Regions from separate parts of the Mus musculus genome. Here all the other regions are linked to region 3. A link is a contact called in public Micro-C and promoter capture Hi-C data. All regions are on one chromosome and are shown on one strand. Each heading gives the region's core, a stretch centred on a gene start, on an enhancer-like site or on the middle of the called end of the contact. The rest is flanking DNA. Distances are from core to core; before and after follow the strand shown. Region 1 holds the start of Bptf (bromodomain PHD finger transcription factor). Region 2 holds the start of Kansl1 (KAT8 regulatory NSL complex subunit 1). Region 3 holds the start of Map3k3 (mitogen-activated protein kinase kinase kinase 3).

Region 1 (4,430 bases), core at 19-2,518, 1.0 Mb before region 3:
CCAGGCTATCCAGGGCCTTACAGCGAGACCTTGCCCTAATAAAACAAAATAAAACACCCACTATCACCAAGGAATATCAGAAGATCTGCTTATTTGGGCCTGCATTGCTATAGCTGCAGCCTTTGTTTACCCAAGAACTCTTGTGGCTTACTTTCTTTCCTTTGGTGTCTTATGAGGTCCCTGTGGGTAAGTTTACCACTCTCAGAGATCAACCAAAGTGAATACATAATAACTTAGTTGGCAATTAGTAATTTTCACTTCATTTCTATTCACCGAACTATATTGTAATAAGTCAGTTAGTTAGTGGGCTGAATCCTATTAACGATTTTTCTTCAAATTACTTTTTCTGTTCTCACATCTATTAATAATCACTCATATAGGTTCCTTAAACCTTTCTTTTCTTTCCAGAGTCCACCCCGAGGACCCTGTGTTGAGCCACCTCAATTTAGCAACATTTGGTGCATGTGCCTGCGATTTCACTTTAGTGACTAGCACCCTAGGTCAAACCAAGACTGGTAATTTGTCAGGTAGACATTATTTCCAGGTAACACAAACACATAACTTTGTGAAGCCAATTCTAGACAGGACGCCATCCTTCCTATCCTTAAGTTCTGGCTGAGGTGTGGAAGTTCGTAGCTGGGAAGAGAGAAAGGTGCCTGGAGGCCGCTAGGAACCACGCTCTGGAATTTAACCCCGGGCTCTGAGGGTGGGAACTCAGGAAAGTCAGTGAAACCACGCTGGGGGTGTGGCTCCCAGCGTGCATTCCTGGAACAACTTCAGGACCCTCTAGATCCAAGCCTTTGGGAGCTCTCTATTGGGACTGACTTAGCTCCAGCTCCTGTACCTGCGTGGGTGGCTTTGCGTAGTGACTGCCCCCAGTCTGTAAGTCGTGCCTCTACGCGAGACGCCCCTCTCCCCTTTTTTTGCATTAGTTTCCCAAAAGGACCGGCGACTTGGGAGGAAAATTCCCTGTTTTCCGGCCCCGGTTTGGGAGACACGCATTGAGGTCTCCCTAAGACCTCAGCTGAGGGGGAGGTGGTCTCCCAGGAGGAGACCCCAGCCTGGGGGGACACCCCACGCTACCCATCTCGCTCCTGCGCCGCCGCCGTGCAGCCGCGCAGGGGCGCTCCGGGGCCTCCCCGCCCCCGCCGCGCCGCTCCCGCGCTCCCCCTAGCGGCCGCCGCGCCGCCTCGCTCTGTCCCAGGCTCGTCGGGCGGCGCAGCTCACGTGACCGCGCTCCGGGCCTGCGGCCGCTGTCGGTTCCCCCAGTCACCGAGCGAGAGGGAAGAAACAAGATGGCGGCTGCAGGCGATCCGGAGCGGGGCCCCGGCAATTCGGACTGAGCCTTCTCCCTCCACCCCGCCGCTGCCGGGCCGCGCCCCTCCCGCCCGGACCCCGGCGCCCTCCCCTCCCCCTCGGCCCCGGCGCCCCCCGCGCCCCTCCCCCACCCCTTCCGCTCCCCCCCCACCCCCCCGCAAGCCGCGGCTCCGACATGAGGGGCCGGCGGGGCAGGCCGCCCAAGCAGCCCGCGGCTCCTGCTGCGGAGCGCTGCGCCCCGGCCCCGCCGCCGCCGCCGCCGCCGCCACCACCGCCGCCGCCACCGCCGCCGCCGCCGCCGCCCGCCTCCGGACCCATAGGGGGGCTGCGCTCGCGGCACCGCGGCAGCAGTCGGGGCAGGTGGGCCGCCGCCCAGGCTGAGGTGGCGCCCAAGACCCGGTTGAGCTCGCCCAGGGGGGGCGGCCGCAGGAAACAGCCGCCACCGCCACCGCCGGCCTCCGGCAGCAGCGCCAGCGGCCCGGGCCGGGGGGGCCGAGGAGGCGGGGGCGGCAGGACGGGGGGCGGGGGCGGCCACCTGGCCCGGACCACCCCGGCCCGCCGCGCCGTCAACAAAGTGGTGTACGATGACCACGAGAGTGACGACGACGACGAGGAGGAGGACATGGTCTCGGAGGAGGACGAGGAGGAGGAGGAGGATGGCGACGCCGAGGAGACCCAGGATTCCGAGGACGAGGAGGAAGATGACATGGAAGAAGACGACGATGACTCCGATTATCCGGAGGAGATGGAAGACGACGACGACGACGCTAGTTACTGCACGGAAAGCAGCTTCAGGAGCCATAGTACATACAGCAGCACTCCAGGTAACCACCCAGGCCGCCGGGAGACTCCTTCCCCACCTCCTCCCTCCCCCTGGCTTGCTCCCTCTCCAGTGCAGTGCATCCTGCTTCCTAGCTCCCCCCCCCCTTCCCGGCCTGTCCCCCACGCGGAGGCCACGGCGCGTCTAGTGACAAAAAAAAAAAAAAAAAAAGAAAAAAAAGACAAAAACAAAACTAGATTTGCAAGAGGAAAGAGGCGCATTGTTCAAAATGGAGATTGCATTGTTGCAGTTTGCAGGCCACAGACTCGTTCGCTCTTCTCCCCCCTCCCTCTTTATCCCCTTCAAAATTTGTGCCAAGTGCGGTGGCTCCACCAGGCAGGATTGAAACTTTGGCACACAAGTATCCATTGAGTTCGTCTTTCTCCCCTTGTTTTGGTACGAGTATTTTATTTATTTATTTTGCGATGAAAGAAGCCTCCTGCTTTGCAAACCGTTGCATGTCTAATACGTTTTGTTTTAGATTTAAAAGAAAAATTATCTGTTCCTTAAAAGAGAATTTCGATGGTGGTACCACACCTAGACGTTCTCCCTTTCCTACACCCTAGTTAGCTAGTTTGGTAACTGTTTTGGAGGAAGGATTGTTGTTCGGTGAGCTTGGGAGCTTCCTGGGGTCCTGAGCGCTTGTTTGTGTTCTTCGAGTGAGTACTCATGGTCGCGTGCAACAGTTGCTGGTAAATGCTGATTAAAGAGCAAAGCAGAAAACTAGACCAAACCAAGTTTGGCAATCCTTCCGATTTAAAAGTACTCTGGTTAAGTTCCAAATAAAAGTATAACACCACGGGGCCGTGTGTCCTAACCAGATTGATTTTGACTTTGCGTGGGAGATGGCAGTTTCGTGGCACCTGTTGCCGAAGATGTGTGGTTGATCATCTAGGCGCAATTGCCAAAGATGAACTTTTTGAAGTCACGGTATAGAAGTGTCAGATTGGACCCGACAGGACTTTTTCTTGTTATTCTGTTTCTGAGGAAAAAGCCCTTCCTGAATCAGCGGTGGGCTTCATCAGTAGTGGTGAATTCTCTGATGTTTTCTCGAATAATTTCTTGAGGTGGGTCCTGAGATGTGGGTCAAGTAAAAGGCACATGTGCAATTGCTCCTTTGTATTAAATGAATAGTTATGGGGGGGGGGGACCCTTAACTTGTAGCAACAGACTTTCAGGCTTTTTCTTAAGTTTTTATTCACCTGATTGATAAAATTAAGATCTAATTGTAAGGACATTTACAAAGTAAGTGAGGACATATGAGGGTTTTTCCTATGAGAGCCTGTCTACCGTTTTTCAGAGAAGATGAGGGTACTAGGAGTGGTTAAATTTAAGTGTTTTCATTTATAACTGCTTAAGATCCTAACTGCTGCAAGTATGAGAATTAAGCCAGATTAGATTGGTTAACACCAAGTGAAAAAAGCTAGTTTCCTTTGCCTGTCTTGAAGAAGGTTGCCTATTTTATGGGACCTGGAGGGAGGGGCTATCTTTTAGCAAGTTTAATTTCTTGCCAACTTAGTTTAGTGTGTCTTTTATAGTACTAGGTTTTACTTTAAGAAATTACGAGTTGGGCATCTGCATCAAGAGCTCAAAATTGAGCTGAAGACAGCAGTAGTGGAGGAAGTTAGTTTTTGAGTTAGGACTGAGGCATTTTGGCAGGGTAGTTCAGCTAACTTTTTAACTCCTTGAAGACCTGGCCAACAGTTCTGATGAACTGAAGACCATGAAAATGCTGAATTAAACTGCAATTTGTGGTTAGGGATTCTTTTTTTTTTTTTTTTTAATTTATTTATTTACATTGTATGTAAGTACACTGTAGCTGTCTTCAGACACTCCAGAAGTGGGCGTCAGATTTCGTTACGGATGGTTGTGAGCCACCATGTGGTTGCTGGGATTTGAACTGGGGACCTTCGGAAGAGCAGTTGGCTGGCACTCTTAACCACTGAGCCATCTCGTCAGCCCTTTCTTTTTCTTTAAGATTTATTTATTTTATGTATATGAGTACACTGTGGCTGTACAGATGGTTGTGAGCCATCATGTGGTTGCTGGGAGTTGAACTCAGGACAGGACCTCTGCTTGTTCCAGCCCTGCTTGCTCCGGCCCAAAGTTTTATTTATTATTATATGTAAGTACACTCACTGTAGCTGTCTTCAGACACACGAGAAGGGGGCGTCAGATCTCATTACAGATGGTTGTGAGCCACCATGTAGTTGCGGGGATATGAACTCAGACCTTCAGAAGAGCAGTCAGTGCTTTTAACGGCTGAGCCATCTCTCCAGTCCAGCCATTATTC
Region 2 (4,833 bases), core at 1,581-4,080, 1.6 Mb after region 3:
CAGCCTTATCATGCATTGTTTCTCTGGGGGAATTTTGTTTTTTTCTGTGTTTTAGCATTCCCCCAATTCTGGGCTCCATGTCTTGTCTTCCCTCTTTACTTTGTGTACCAGCAAGCATTTGGATTTTATATGACTGTAGCTGGTCTAGAAAGTCTATGTGTTGATGTATAGCTAAGGATGACCTTGAATGCCTGATCTCTCCGGATCCACCTTGGGATTGATAGAATTTGAGAAGTTGTCACCAAGCCTGTCTCTAGAGGAGGTTCTTAGGTTTTTTTTTTTTTGGTTTTCGAGACAGGGTTTCTTCATGTCTGACTTAGACCGAAGTCTTTTTTTTTTTTTTTTTTTTTAAGACCGGAAGTCTTTAAAGAAATACATTTCTTTTTCAAAACCTCCTCTGTGGGCGTGGTGGCACACACCTTTAATCGGAGGCAGAGGCAGGCGGATCTCACAGTTCAAGGCCAGCCTAGTCTACAGGGAGAGGACAGCTAGGGGTACATGAGAAACTCTGTCTTATGTATAGATTTTTGTCAGTAGTTGCTCACTTTGAATGCAGTTGTTCATAAACTTGGTACTTAGTTTTGTTGTTGTTTTGTGTTTTTGTATTTTTATTTTTTTATTATTGGACTGGTTATACTGAGATTCAGGAACTCTGGATTTTCATGCTTTCCCCACCCCCACTGAAATGCTGGAATTGAATGCATGTGTCAATATGCTTGAGTTAGGTAGTGAAGTTTCTGTTGTGGTTTTTTTGTTTGTTTGTTTGTTTTGTTTTTGTTTTTTGAGACAGGGTTTCTCTGTGTAGCTCTGGCTGTCCTGGAACTCACTCTGTAGACCAGGCTGGCCTCGAACTCAGAAATCTGCCTGAGTGTCTATACCCAGCTGTCACAGAACTCAGTATGTAGAACAGGCTGGCCTTGAACTCACAGAGTTCTCCTGCATCTCTTTTCCTAGTGCTGAAATTATAAATGGCATGCAGCACCATGACTGTGTAGATAGTCAAGATTTTAAGAGTTTGGATAGTTAATAACATTGTTATAAAGAGTTTCTTTCACTAATATTTAAGAAATTAAATTTAAGAATATTGTAGAAAGCTTTGCCTTATTTTCATTCAGCTAATTTAGATTTTGTTATCTTCAGATTAGGGCTCTAGGTCACCATCTGTTGGTCCTGTAATTATGTATAAACATCCTCTGTGGCATTACTGTTTATGTGAATATATATGCTCTCTCTCTCGCGCACACACACACACATACATACACACACATGCAAACACACAATCTTACCTGTATTATAAGTTAAAAAGCCCAAACTATTGATCTTTTTTGGATGCATATGTAAATATGTATACATCTATCAGTTTATCCCTGTGTATTGACTCTATGTTGTCTCCTGCCTTTGATATTTGAAAACCAAGATCATGTTTGAGAGTGTAATTTTAAAAATGCAGATGGAAATTCAAGAGAAATATAGATGCAGATACTGCAGAAACTTGTTGAGTTAGAGACTTTGTGGGCTAATGAAAACTGGTCTATAACAATAGTTTTTTTTTTTTGAGGAGCTGAAGTGACACATAACACCGGATACTGGTTTGGTAAACCACACAAAGTATTGAGCATTTTACATCTTCCTTTTGGTAGACTCTACTCTTCTCATCTGCTGAGCTTGGTGATTTAGTTGTTGGAACAAGTTTTATGCTATTTGATTTTGGTGAGTCCTAATAATCTTTGGACATGGTTAGCTTTAAAGGGTGGTGGATTTGTACTGTGTAATGTGTCACTTTGCGTTATATTAAGTTTTCTAAGTCCAGAAAATGTTCTCTGATATTAAACCTTATTTGGGAGGAAGGAACCGATATCGTGCTGACAAACTAGAGTCAAGAGTAATTAGGTGCCACTACTTTTAAGTCAACGCTGGTAAGAACATGACAGGTTTGCTTTTGTTGTTCATTGTTAAACTTTTAGCGGGTCTGTGAACTTTAATTTGGTAGTAGCAGGAAACAAAAAAATTACTGTGTAATGAATGCGTTTTTGCCTATTTTGGCGGATCTGACAAATCAAGAAGCCTAAAACAACACGCGGGCTTAACGAAAACTACAGTTCCCAGCGGGCCCGGCGCTGGTGGGCCATCATTTCCCCTCTAGCTCCCAGCTGCCCCTGCCCGGGCTAGCCCCGAGTCGGTCCTAGCTCGCGCCTGCGCAATGGCGTCCGCTTATTTTTTGGTTTGGCGGCTGCAGAGCGTGGCGCTAGGGCTAGCAGCCAGCCGTGTGCTGCAGTGTACAGAGCAGGGTGTAGGACAAAGGGCGGGTGGCAGGGACCGCGTCACTGGTCAGGGAGCTTCCTGCCCGTCTCAGAGCACGGTTGGCCCTGGGGTAGTGTGGCCGCAGCAGCTTCTTCATTCACTGCACACACAGTTCTTCGCTCACGTCCTCTAGCTCTGCTGTGTCAGTCCGCCCTCCCCTCAAACCGGCGCGCAGCACCGCCAGCCACAGAGCCGAGGGAATGTGACGGCATCAGCGCCTCAGGTTAGCCTCACCTCGATCGAAGCGAGGGCCCCGCGTCGCTTGCCGCAGTGCCGCGTGTCGCTGCCGCACGTATCAGGCACCAGGCACCGGTTTCCGCAAACAGAGGCGCAGAAGCAGCGGCCGCGGCTAGGAGCCATGACTGAGGCGGCGGCGGCCGCGCCTCCTGGCAGCCCGCGGGGGCGGCGAGGCGGGCGCCCCCTGGCGGCGCGCCGGGGCGGAGCGGCCCGCCGCAGCCGCAGCCGGCGGAGGCGCTGCTGTCCCTCCTCCCCGTGTCCCCGGCACTCGCCCGCTCGCTTGCTCGCTCCATTCTCCCTCCGCTTCAGATTAAAGGGGGGGAGGGAAAAGGAGCTCGGCCGCCATTTTCCCAGTGCCGCCGCCGCCACCGCCACCGCTCGCTGAGCCGGCGGGAGAACCAAGCGCCGTAGCGAAGCCGACTCGTCTCGCCGCGGCGGCTTGGGGGGCGGCCGAAGTGCGCTCCCCGGCCGGGAAGAAGCTCCCGGGGTGGCGGCCGGGGTGCGGGCGCGGGCTGCAGACGGCGGCGCTTGTTTGTGCGGGGCGGGGGGGGCAGCTTTACCCTCTGCCCCCGCCCGCCCGGGGCTGCGGTCCCCGCCGTGCCCAGGCCGGGTCGGAACGGAGGAAGGCCGGAGAAAGGGCCCGAAAGAGAAGAAAAAGCAGCCGCTCCCCGCCGCCGCCGCCTTCCCCTCCCCCTCCGCCTCGCCCCCCCGCCCGGAAAGTCAGGGCGGCTCCGGGCGCCGGGGGGGAGGAGAGCGGCGGGCCGGGCCGGAGCAGCAGCCGCGCGCCCCCGCCCGCTGGTCCTCGGCGCCCAGGCCGGGGGGCTGTTTGCAAACTGCGCCCATTTTGTGGGGCCGAATCCGCCCGGGCTACGCTCCTCCATCACGTGGTAGGTGCTGCTGCTGCTCCTTTCCTCCTCCTCCCGCTGCCCTTTCTCCTTCTCCTCGCTCTCCCTGTGGTTCCCATTTCTCCCTCTCTTTGTTAGTTGTAACTAGAAAGGCTGGGCAGGGGAAGAAAAATCCCCGGAACTTTAAATGGCCTCTCCGGGCTTCCCCGCTGCGGGTCCGGGCTGGGAGTCGCCCCAAGGGCGGGGGTGTGCGGGGGCCCTTCCCCACCAGCTGCCGCCTCGTTCGCTGGGCTTTCCTTTGGCGTTCTATTTAAAAAGGCGGCCTGGAGAACCTGGTTTATTTCCGAAAAAAAAAAAAAAAAAAAGCAAAAACAAAAAGACCAAAAACAAACTCTTGCTCTCGCCTTGAACTTCTCTTGACTGCAAAAGGTCTTTCTTTGCTCAAACACATCTTGCATGTCTGTCTCACGGTTTGTATCACAACTCTGATTGTTAACATTTTTTGTTGCTTAAATATTGAGGTCATTTGCGTTTTCGGATCTAGTCTCAGGCAGCCCTTTTTTTCAACTAAAGAGGAAGAGGCATTTATTTGCTTTTAAGTGAGTTGGAATCTTACTGCTTTTGGGGGGGCCTGTTTTCGGACTGACGGCCTTTGATTCTCAGCAAATAGTTTATAATTGTTTTCCGTATTGTAAACAATCTTACTCCCATGTTTTACCTAGAAATCCTTTTGTTTTCCAATGTTGGAATCCCAATGTGGATTTTTAGAGAAACTCGTTACTTAACTATTGCTTATTGATTGCCTTAGGGGAAAAGGGGTGACATGATGGCGCCACTTTAAATTGCTCTTTCCTCCGCCTGTTTTTTCCTCCTTTATCCTGGAGGTCACTGGAGCATTTTCCGTGACCTATTAATAAAACCGCACTTGAGGGTGTTAGCTGTACAACTCTTAGGGGTTAGAATTTGGTACCTTAAAGATTGAGAAACCCGAATCCTGCAGTCCCCAAAGTTAAGAGAAATCTCGCTAGTCCTCCAACCTAGCTTTCCTCCCCTCCATTCACAATCCTGGTGTTGCCATATCCTTCGTCACGTGGCTAGCAATCATTGTGGGGTTTTGTTTGTTTGTTTGGGGGGGTGTATGTTAATATTTTAAGCTGTAGCCAAGTAAGTGTCCCTCTGCCCATTAGAGAGATCACAATGCTCTAGGGTTTTTTTTTTTTAATACATTCGGAGAACATTTTAAAATAAACGATAAAATTACATAATCCTTGCCTTGCATAATCATGATATAGTTACAGAACTTCTTCTCAAAAGTACTTTCAATCAAGTAGGAAAATCGTTATATTAAAATGATTTCTGTTTCTTAGACTGGTCTGCAGTTTATATTTCCCACCCCACCTCCCTTTTTTGTTTTTGTTTTTAAGGTCATTTGAAGTACCAGTATTTACAA
Region 3 (4,651 bases), core at 2,027-4,526:
ATTCAAACCAAGTTGTCAATCCAGAACCAACCATTTTTAATCCTGTATTCAGTTCCCTAGATTCCTGTAATATTTCCAAGTCCTTACCCAGTTTTAATACATTCCCCTAAGCTTCAAGTTATATTTAGAAAAAGAACAAATAAACAAGAACAAATAAGTCCCAGGAATTATTAACAGCATTACTATAATTACTGGAGGAAATTCTAGTATGTCCAAGAAAAAAAATTTTTCAATAGTCACACAGTTTCAAAGCCAAAAAACTAAACAAAGATTTCCCACTTTTTACAAGGATAAGTTGCAGCATCCACTAGACTTTTGCTGAGGCTAACAGACAATATAAAATCTGACCTGTTTTTACTAATAAGTCAAGTTGTCAAACAGGCTTCAGTCTGGAGCATAGAACCACTCAGGAAAATATGACTATGGATTAAAGTATCTGCAGAGCAGATATGCAAATTAATTTTAGCCTCTAGTCACTGGCCTGGAGTTTAAATGTAATGAAAATATTAAGAAATTAGATTCTTCTTTATTAAATGTTTGAGTTTGTTTGTTTATTAGGTTCTGAGGAAACAGGAATTACAATAAATTTAAGAACAGCCTGGTCTACACAGCAAGTTCCAGGGTAGCTAGGACTACACAAGAAGACTATCTCAGAACAACAACAAACAACAAAAACAAAAAAGGAAGAAAGAAAGAGCTAGAGAGATGGCTTAGAAGTTAAGAAGACATACAGGGTGATCTTCCAGACAACTTGGGTTCAATTCCCAGCACACACATAGCAGCTCAAAACTGTCTGTAGCTCACACCCTCACACAGGTATACATGCAAGCAAAACACCAATGCAGATGAAATAAAAATAAATAATTTTTTAAATGTGAGAGAAAGACAGAGAGAGGAAAGCAAAGGTATTTAAGAGAATGCTAGGGACGGAGCTCAGTGACAGATGCCTGCCTAGCCTTCACAAGACTTAGGTTTGATGCCCAGCACTGGAAACACAAATACATTTAAAAAGTGACATGGGCTCAAATAAAAAGACACCATGCTCCCTGTTCTTTTTCCTTTGGGACTTTACCCACGGAGTTTCTTTCCTCCCAGCAAGGCCTTTCCGAAAACATGTTCATACACTAGCTGAAAACATCTTCAAATTTGAAAACAGGCTCTCCTCTATTTTCATACTAGATAATGAGACGTTGCCGTCATTATTGGATACTCACACACTGGTTTTACAACCAAAGTGTTCCATGTGAGGTCTGTATATCCTCAAGGGTCTCATACTCCCGTTTGCGACTTAAGGCTCACACACCGGGCAAGAAGGAAAGCGTATAAGACTATTACAATACAGGTCCATAATTCAAAGATCTAGCTTAAAGTCTGTAGCAGTAGGTAAATGTGGGGAAACAGGGAAGGATAAAAAGAATTCTGTTCCCCAATAATATATAAGGAAATATGTGCCCCATATAATAAGCATTCCATAAACATTTATTGGAATATATTGTATTAGACATGTGAATAAATAAATGTTGAAATGTAAATCCTTACTAGTTTCCTTTGGTGTCTCTCAGATGAGAGTTCTATAGAAAAAAAAATCTGAAATATAGCATGGAAAGGGAATAGAAAACCCAGCAAATGAACAAATCCTTCCCATACTGTATGAGGGGCAGTCTGATAAAGAACAAAGCAATTAACTTAAAGCCAGAGTAAGGAGTTCCACCACAATCGAGTATCTGGCCAATTTGCTACTGCACCCACAAAACCTCCTACAAAAATGACTTGACCTTGCTTTAGGGCAAAACAAACATTAGCATTTCATCTTATGGAGCACTCACACAAGCAATGAATACTTCTGCAAAGGAGACTTTCACTAAATTTCACCCCTTTCTGACTTAGAATAATACTAAATATTTTTGCAAAACCTGATTGAGACCAGGAAAATGAGCATCACAATACCTGCCCCAACTGGGGAAGCAAAATATATTTAAAATGTCACACATTCCTTAGCTAAGTCCAAGACTTTTTGATAAAGAACCAAAATTATGCAAAATATATATAAAACAGCTCAAATATTTTGTAGAAGGCATTAAAAAAACTTTTCTTAGATTACATCTTCACAGGAGAATTACAAATACTGACAAAAAGGAAATGATTTCATAGTGATCCTTTTATGTACCGAATGCCTCTTTCAAAAAGTTACATAGTTGCAGGGGTAGCGCAGGATAAATATAAAAGCCGGGTTTTTCCAAAAGTAGGGTTTGAGTTATAACCCTCAGCGCTCAAGGATTCTTAACTTCCAGTAATCTGCGAGGAGCGCAGCTCGCATTTCTCAAGCCTGCTATTGCTAACAGGGATCCGCGTCGAATAGCGTCGCAGTGGATGCCCCGCATACCCTCCCCCCGCGTCCCCCTCCCCCGCGCAGGAGAGCGCACAGAGCTCCAGAGCAAAGCCCCGGGAACTCACAGGCCAGCCTGTGTGAGCAAAGGGAAGGAAATGACACAGGCAGGAAAAAAAAAAAAAAAAAAAAGCAAATCAAGGAAAAGACACAACAGCAGCTGGGCCTGCACCAGGCTCCAGCCCCGGCCCCACACTGAGCTCCGGCTCCCCCACCCTCAAGCTCGCGCGCCAGCTCGCTGGGGACCGCAGTGGGCCGCCCGACGGGCCTCGGTCCCGCAGACCCCTCCCCGGGATACGCCGGCCGCATGCCCGGAAAGAGAGTTGCCGAGTGGGTTTGGCCGGTAGGGCACCCCCGGAGGTAGCCAGAACGGCGCCCCGATCGAGGCACCGCGGAGAGGCGAGCGGTCCGCGATCCTCAGCCCCGGGCCCGGCGAACTGTCCATGCCTTGTCAGGCGGCGGCCCAGGGTCCTCCTCCCCTCAGCCTGGGGCGGGGCGTCGCGAAGCAGCGCGGGCACAGGCCGGGGCGGTGGCGGTACTCACCCATGGTGGCGATGGCGGAGGCGGCGGTGGCGACTACAGCCCAGAAGTGTCACCTCCGCAGCCGGGGCTGCATGCCGGGGGAGCGGGCGGCGGGGACGGCAGCGGGCCTGGCTCCGCGCGGGGGCCGTGGGCTGCGCTCGGGGCCCCCGCCGCCTCCCCAGGCTCCGGCTCCGGCCGCGGCCGGGCGCTGTGGCATGAGCAGGTTGGCCCGCTACATCCCCGGCGCTCCCAGGCTCGGCCCAACCCGGCCTCGGCGGCGCCACTCGACCGGGCCGCCTGCGAGTCCTGAAGTCCAGAAGACGCTCCGACCGGCCACTGTTCTCCACCTCAGGAACGCTCCGAAAAACAAACCGCTGGGCGCGCAGCAAGCCTTGCAGCCTGTCACTCATGCCAGCATCTGCCAATCGCATGCAGCCGCTGGGCCTTGGCACTACCCCCACTCTCATTACCAGCCAATAACCAGGAGGAAGTCAGATACTCCCGCCTCCTCCTCCCCGCTCTCTCCCAACGCCCTCACTCTCATCCGCCAGCTAATCACGACGGACCAATCCCGCCTACTCTCACAGGATGCCAATGGGCGAAGTCAAGGCGATTTCCGAGGGCTGGCTAGAGCCTGCCAATCACTGAGACAGCGCCCGTCCTCTCGCGCCTAGCCAATCACGGAGAGAGCGCTGAGTACCCGCCGCGGAGTGTCGCTAGCTGGCGCTCTCAGCCTCTCTGGCCAAGGTGTGGGCTGCTCCAATCACTGCTCCGGCTTGAGGCTCCGCCCACAACCCTCTGCTCAGTTGCGGAACCCTCGGCGGGCGCGCGGGCTGGCGCCGTTCCCCTCGGCGGCTACCCCGGCCTGGCGCCTTGCAAAGTCGTCTTCTGTAGAGGCCCTCAGAAAAAGAAAACCTTCGGCCCTATGGTTGTCGGTTGTTGGCGACCTCGAGGTGCTGAGGTGTCCGGCCCCTGCTGGGGCAAAGTGTCTGGCGCGGATTGGGCAGGGAAGGTTTGGCTCGATGCTTTCAGGCTACTTGAGCTGCGCGATACCCTGAGTAGCCTCGGCTTACAGGCAGGGGGATGGTCTTGTTACTTCTCTCATCCCCCTGGGTCTCAGACCTCCGAGGCCACACCTGATACTCCGTCTTCAAAGGCTAGGCTAGTGCTGGAATGTGGGTCCCCACATTCTGAGTTCTGCTAGAGTTGCTTTTGGACAAGTTTTGCTCTTAGAATTATAAAAGCGAGACACGTTTTTAAAAGAAAACTTAAAAGTGCAGGAAAACAGAAAGAAAAGCCCTACCCTGAAGATAGTTTTATCTATTTCCTACCTAGATATGCAACGTTAGACAAAAAATAACTTCATATTGTTTTCTGGTGTGCTTACACTTTTGTGCTTCCTGTGCCACTAAATATTGTCTCAAAACAATTGTACTGGCTGTGTGATCTTTCAAAAGAGCATTGTGATTAACTTTTTCAACCTCCATTGTTTCAATAATTCATACACCCAGTCTTAAGATTCCAACTCTACCACAGTTAGTGTGGCTTCCCTTTCTCTGGAGACAGTTCCAATGACATATTTCAGATTCCAGAAAAATCTGATGCCATTTTCAGTTGTCATTTAGAAACACTTACCTTAGGAGGTGGCTTTGGAGTATCAGATCTCTTAAGGAGTGTCTTACGCAATTCTTTTTCTTCATCCCCACTCTCAACCCATACTATTAACTTTATTGTCCTCTCTCT

What was found. Promoter capture Hi-C pulls out the DNA fragments that hold promoters and counts their contacts. A called contact is a pair of places that touch in the nucleus more often than the background predicts.
Region 1: a promoter capture Hi-C map of pre-B cells shows a contact between it and region 3, with 2.2 times the contacts expected there. The contact joins the promoter of Bptf here to the promoter of Map3k3 in region 3. A contact is called at or near these places in 1 of 39 promoter capture datasets (pre-B cells) and 2 of 9 other capture datasets (adipose tissue and liver).
Region 2: a contact with region 3 is called in a Micro-C map of embryonic stem cells, with 8 times the contacts expected there. The contact joins the promoter of Kansl1 here to the promoter of Map3k3 in region 3. A contact is called at or near these places in 2 of 39 promoter capture datasets (cranial neural crest and pre-B cells), 1 of 484 Hi-C or Micro-C datasets (embryonic stem cells) and 3 of 115 datasets of contacts at active chromatin or transcription factors (astrocytes, embryonic stem cells and pancreatic cancer cells).

What each region holds. Positions count from the first base shown.
Region 1 is chr11:107,128,985-107,133,414 of GRCm38.p6, reverse strand. It overlaps Bptf (bromodomain PHD finger transcription factor), which reads left to right and starts at 1,268. Exons shown (of 28, transcript NM_176850.3): 1 at 1,268-2,141. The coding sequence starts at 1,493.
Region 2 is chr11:104,440,317-104,445,149 of GRCm38.p6, reverse strand. It overlaps Kansl1 (KAT8 regulatory NSL complex subunit 1), which reads left to right and starts at 2,830. Exons shown (of 15, transcript NM_001372459.1): 1 at 2,830-3,425.
Region 3 is chr11:106,083,212-106,087,862 of GRCm38.p6, reverse strand. Map3k3 (mitogen-activated protein kinase kinase kinase 3) reads right to left here and starts at 3,276. Exons shown (of 16, transcript NM_011947.4): 1 at 2,930-3,276. The coding sequence starts at 2,933.